Linked DNA regions of Zea mays: region 1 is linked to region 2. The links are chromatin contacts, called in public Hi-C maps. All regions are on one chromosome and are shown on one strand. Each heading gives the region's core, a stretch centred on a gene start, on an enhancer-like site or on the middle of the called end of the contact. The rest is flanking DNA. Distances are from core to core; before and after follow the strand shown.

Region 1 (2,700 bases), core at 51-2,550, 140 kb before region 2:
TGCACTGTTGCACTAGAACACTCCTGGGTGGCGGTGCACCTGAGGACTTGACACCGCCAAGAAATGCCCAGTTACTATTCCTGAAAGCACATCAACCAGCACAAGTTGATATTGAAGACAAATGGAGAAAATAAGTATCTATCCAGACCAGAGCCACACTCACCCTAAGTTGACCAACTGCACGATCCGAACAAACGCATGTGTATCATGGTATGGCAGTGCGCTCAGCAGCAACTCATCCGAATTGTATACATGCACCCTACATGAAGGTTCCCACCAGAAACAAGAGAATAAGCTAGAGCTCGTAGGGCCATCGGCAAAATTAGCTGAGCTAAATTCATACAGGTATCTGCGGATAAGGTATTCAAGGGTCTTGAGGGCAGAGGGAAGATGCAAATAGCCAGCTAGAAGGCGAAGGTAGGTGGAGATAGACTTGTTGAGTTTGTCGTTCTCCTTGGGAGTCAACTGTTCGCGGTTCACCTCAAGGCTAGTCTCCCTGAACAGAGTGTTGCTGTATTTTGCAAATCTCTCGTCTACGCTGGTAAGGTGCTCCAACCCTGAAAAGCAATTTGATTCAGGTACCGTAGAGGAAGAGAAGCTCTTCGAATGAAATACCTCATATGCAAAACTAAATTGGTTTTGTTTTTAAAAACTTCATTCAATTTGAGCTATTAGTGAAGTTTCATAAAATCGCATGCATAATTGCACAAGCATAAACAACTAGGTGTACTATGTAGACGGATGGGATCAACCTGCAAATAGCAGCAAAATCCAGAGGGAATTCCGAGAAAGCTGATTTAGATATTATATTAAATGGGAGCTAAAATAAGAATCAAACGAACCAAACAAAATTCTAGAACGCTCGGTTTAGCGGAAAATACAACCAAGTTGTCCTTCATGAAATGCTGGCTAGTGGCTACTCTAGAAGAGCGCAACTAATAAAGCATCAGCATGCTCGAACCGATCAGGTCGGTAGTTAGTGGTACGAACCAGAGAGGGCAATGGGCAGGATGGCCCGGAGGTCGATGTCGGCGGCCTCTTTGGCGTCGAAGAGCACAGACGGCCGGGTGACGGGCCGCCGAGCCGGCTCCGGCGCAGCGCCGAGCGCCGACTTGATGGCCTTCAGCTGCGATGCGATAGACGACATCGCCGACAGCTTGTCTCGTTGGCGGTGGCCGCGACTCCCTTGATGAGGAGAAAAACTGGTGCCGCCGCTACTGAACCCTAAACCCTGCGCGGCGGGACAATGGCGGCGGCGATGACGGGTCGGGACTCGGGAGAGGATCAGCTGTGTGGCGGTGATAGCCTGAAAAGGCAGAGGCGTACTTAGAGCCCACCTAAAGCGCGGCCCGGTCCAGGTTTTGATAGGCCCTTAAACGGATTTTCGCATGACGCAATGTAGCCCAATATCTCCAGTACGTGTATCCTCCTGCATGTGATTTCGACGTTTGTTGTTCACGTGTGTCACGAATCGGCCACGGCCCACTGTTCGCTGCATAAACAGTCAGCGGATAGACACACACCACTACTCTTTGCCTTGTTCGATGCATGTTGTGTGGCTCACGTGATTGTTTTAAAAAAACTAGAACATTAGGCGCCCCTTCGGGCACCCTACAGTGGTTAAAGGCAGAAGATAATAACTATGTAAATGGTATGGCCTAAAGAGAACACTTGCATTTCTAGCTATTCAATTTTAATATTTTTAGCATATACAGTCGACAGAGAGAACTTGCAAGCAGAACATACAACTATATCGTTGTCTATCGAGCTATCCTACAGTACCTCCTCCTCTTCTTCTTGGTGTTGCTGTCTATCAGTCTTGAGCCAAGCTTTCCATGTACAGTTAGTGGGTGTTAAATGTTCACTCAAGATCGGTCCTGTTGTTGTTATGCACAGGGACGGTGGGTAAGACGTCGAAAGGCCATTACGCTCCGCCTCCTATCTGGCATGCGAGAGCTCCCTCAACGCAAGGTTGAACATCTCCTTTAGGCGCGCGGATGAACTGGAAAGGACGTTCTTCTCGATCCGCTTCTGGTGCCTGCTGGTCTTCGACCACTCGATTCCCAAGGAGACCTGCACATTGCTTGCTCTTTGCTTGGGAGCGAGGTCCTCGACCTGGTACTTGATGTGGAGCTGGAAAAAAAACAAGATAGGAGCGCAGGTCAGAATCCAGATGTGTCGTGTTTCTCTTCTTCTGCTGGTATGAAGAAAATCGGCGCAGCAGGCTTGATCTTTCGTGTGGTGATTAGAATGGACCTCCTGCAGTTTTTTTTGCCGCCACATAGACACAGCTACCCCCTGACCACGTTACAGCACGGAATATCATAACACTAACTAATTGACCAAATGACAAGCATTTTGTTTCTGATAAAAGGAATGTTTTATATGTTTCAAGATCGTTACATCGAGTAATTTAGAAGCTGGAAATACTCCATCTAACAGACTTCAAAATTTTCGTTAAAGAAAACGGGGACTTCTGACAAGCAGAAGAGCATGCAAATTCAACCCAGAACGCCAGAGAGGAAGAAGATTCAGTTACGTATACAAACCGTAAAGAAGTCGCCAAGAAGGACTCCTTGGAGCTCCATCACCTCTTCGATAACCCATCCTTTCTTATTAGGCATAAGAGATTTCTGCTGGGTTCCTGTCACTTCTCCGCCAACGGGAGACAGCTTCTTGCTGAACTTGTAATGGATTTTT
Region 2 (2,700 bases), core at 97-2,596:
CAGATAAGCCACAGCTCGAGAACTGTAGAGTCTCCAGAGAAGTTAAATTTGCGACCCAAGATGGTATTTCTCCTACCACACCAGCCCCAGAAACCTGTAATGATGTCAACGATCTGAGCTCACCGATCGAAGTGGGGAGGTGCTCCTGGTGTAGGTCGTCAGCTGCTGCAATACCTAATTTCTTGAGGGCTTTGAGATTACTTATTGAACTAGGAATGGGACCAGAGAAGTTAGTGTTGCTACAAAGCAGTTCCGTCATAATACTGGCAGATGAGAAGTTGGGCAGTAGACCGGATACTTTAGAATTATAACTGACATCAACAACCGTCAAGTTTCTGTTCTGGAAGATCCTCATGGGGAACCGTCCTTCGAGGCGATTATAGGCAAGACGAAGAACACTGAGGGAAGGCATGTCAGCGAAGGACTCTGGAATCCGGCCGTACACTTTGTTGTAGTTCAGGTTGATCTTGGTCAGCGAGCGAATGGCTGACAGCGACTCACAAATCGGAGCGTCGATGTGGGTGTTCTGTAGGCTGAGAACCTGGAGCTGGGGAGTGGAGTTAGCGAAGGCACTGCACCACGCTGCCCCGTTGCCAGACAAGTCGACGTTGCCGAGGTGAAGCTCCTTGAGGTTGCTGAGGTTGGCGACGAGCGCTCCGATGTCTGGCTCTACGATAGGCCACCTCCCATCCCCGAGCGGCAGGAAGTAGTCGTTGTCGCCCTCAACGAGGTAGATCCAGTTGGTGAAGTCCAGAGACACCAGCTTGCTGAGCCGCCGCATCCCGTGCGGTATCTTGCCTACGAAGTCGGTGTAGGAGAGGTTGAGGTGGGTGAGCTCGGTAAGCCGCTCGAACCCGGCGGCCGGGAGCTCTGACTCGTTGAAGGTGTTCGTGGACAAGTCCAGGTACCTCAGGGAGGTGAGGTCGAAAAGCGCCGGGTGGAGGCCGTCGCTCTGCAGCCCGCATTCGCCGAGGTCGAGGGTGGTGACGCGGCCGTCGGCGGCGGCGGCGCAGGCGACGCCCTCCCAGCGGCAGCAGTCCGTGCCGTTCCGCCACGACGCGAGGGTGCACGTGGAGTCGGTGGTGGTGGAGATGGAACGCCGGAGCCGGAGCAGCGCCGAGGACTGGTCCGGCCGGCACGGAGCGGCTGCCGGTGGCTTGGTAGTTTGGTTGCTGCTGGTGGCGAGGGAGCAGGAGAGTTGGTGGATTCCAAGGACAACGAACAGGCTCAGCAGGAGCTGCTGGTTGCTGGTACGGGAGACCATATTGAGAGCTCCAGAGTCCAGACTCGTTCCTCTTGTTGCCCACGCCTCGAGGGGTGGCACGCGCAATATCGTGCTAGTGTTTCTTCTCTCTGATTATTTGACTGCATTCTTGTATATAAGTATAAACCATGGCACACGCACACGCACACGCAAGCACAAAACAAGTTCATCTGAACGCATAGTTTATTTCTTAATTTTTTAGTCTTTTCTTTCTCGTATAGAAAAGGGGCTTTGAGCATAAACACCACTTTACTACACTATGGATCCTACAGATAACTTATTACGTCTTACAAATTAGTAAGCACTAATAAAGTTATACTCTACGTGCTATTTATTTGTACAAATAAATAAGCACTACGGATCTTATGTATATTAACGTTAGGTGCTGACATAAGCTACGTGCTATCCAAGAATGCAGAAAAGACCAAAGAGAAGAAACACAACACGGTAGCTACTGGATAATTTATTTAAAAAAAACTAGTGGACAAAATATTAGCTTCATCAACTCCTAATTAGAGGGGAAAACAAATTCTTCTCGCTGCTAGCTACAGGATAGGGATGAGTCAAGTGTGTTTGATGTAACAACTAAAATTTTGCCACTCATAGTGTCGGAGACCATAATTAGGGGTACCCTCAAGACGCCTAATTCTCAGCTGGTAACCCCCATCAGCATAAAGCTGCAAAGGCCTGATGGGTACGATTAAGTCAGGGATCAGTCCACGCGAGTGACTCGATCACGCTTCACCCGAGCCTAGCCTCGGCCAAGGGCAGCCGACCTCGAGAGACCTCCGTCTCGCCCGAGGCCCCCCTTTTTACGGCGGACACATCACCGGCTCGCCCAAGGCCTTGGCTTCGCTCAGAAGCGACCTTGACTAAATCGCCACACCGACTGACCAAATTGCAGGAGCATTTAACGCAAAGGCGGCCTGACACCTTTATCCTGACACGCGCCCCCGGCAGAGCCGAAGTGACCGCCGTCACTCCACCGCTCCACTGGCCAGTCTGACAGAAGGACAGCGCCGCCTGCGCCACTCCGACTGCGGTGCCACTCGACAGAGTGAGTCTGACAGGCAGTCAGGCCTTGCCAAAAGCGCCACGGCGAACTCCGCTCCGCCCGACCCCAGGGCTCGGACTCGGGCTAAGACCCGGAAGACGGCGAACTCCGTTCCGCCCGACCCAAGGGCTCGGACTCGGGCTAAGACCCGGAAGACGGCGAACTCCGCTCCGCCCGACCCCAGGGCTCGGACTCGGGCTAAGACCCGGAAGACGGCGAACTCCGCTCCGCCCGACCCCAGGGCTCGGACTCGGGCTAAGACCCGGAAGACGGCGAACTCCGCTCCGCCCGACCCCAGGGCTCGGACTCGGGCTAAGACCCGGAAGACGGCGAACTCCGCTCCGCCCGACCCCAGGGCTCGGACTCGGGCTAACACCCGGAA

What was found. Hi-C and Micro-C count contacts between places; a contact is called where the count stands out from the background.
Region 1: a contact with region 2 is called in a Hi-C map of tassel, with 4 times the contacts expected there. The contact joins the promoter of LOC100193917 here to the promoter of LOC103649724 in region 2. A contact is called at or near these places in 2 of 25 Hi-C or Micro-C datasets (ear and tassel).

What each region holds. Positions count from the first base shown.
Region 1 is chr3:14,781,093-14,783,792 of Zm-B73-REFERENCE-NAM-5.0, reverse strand. LOC100193917 reads right to left here and starts at 1,300. Exons shown (of 39, transcript NM_001349879.1): 1 at 991-1,300; 2 at 344-557; 3 at 164-259; 4 at 1-80. The coding sequence starts at 1,147. It also overlaps the pseudogene LOC103649725.
Region 2 is chr3:14,637,273-14,639,972 of Zm-B73-REFERENCE-NAM-5.0, reverse strand. It overlaps LOC103649724 (receptor-like protein 11), which reads right to left and starts at 1,346. Exons shown (of 1, transcript XM_008675459.3): 1 at 1-1,346. The coding sequence starts at 1,264.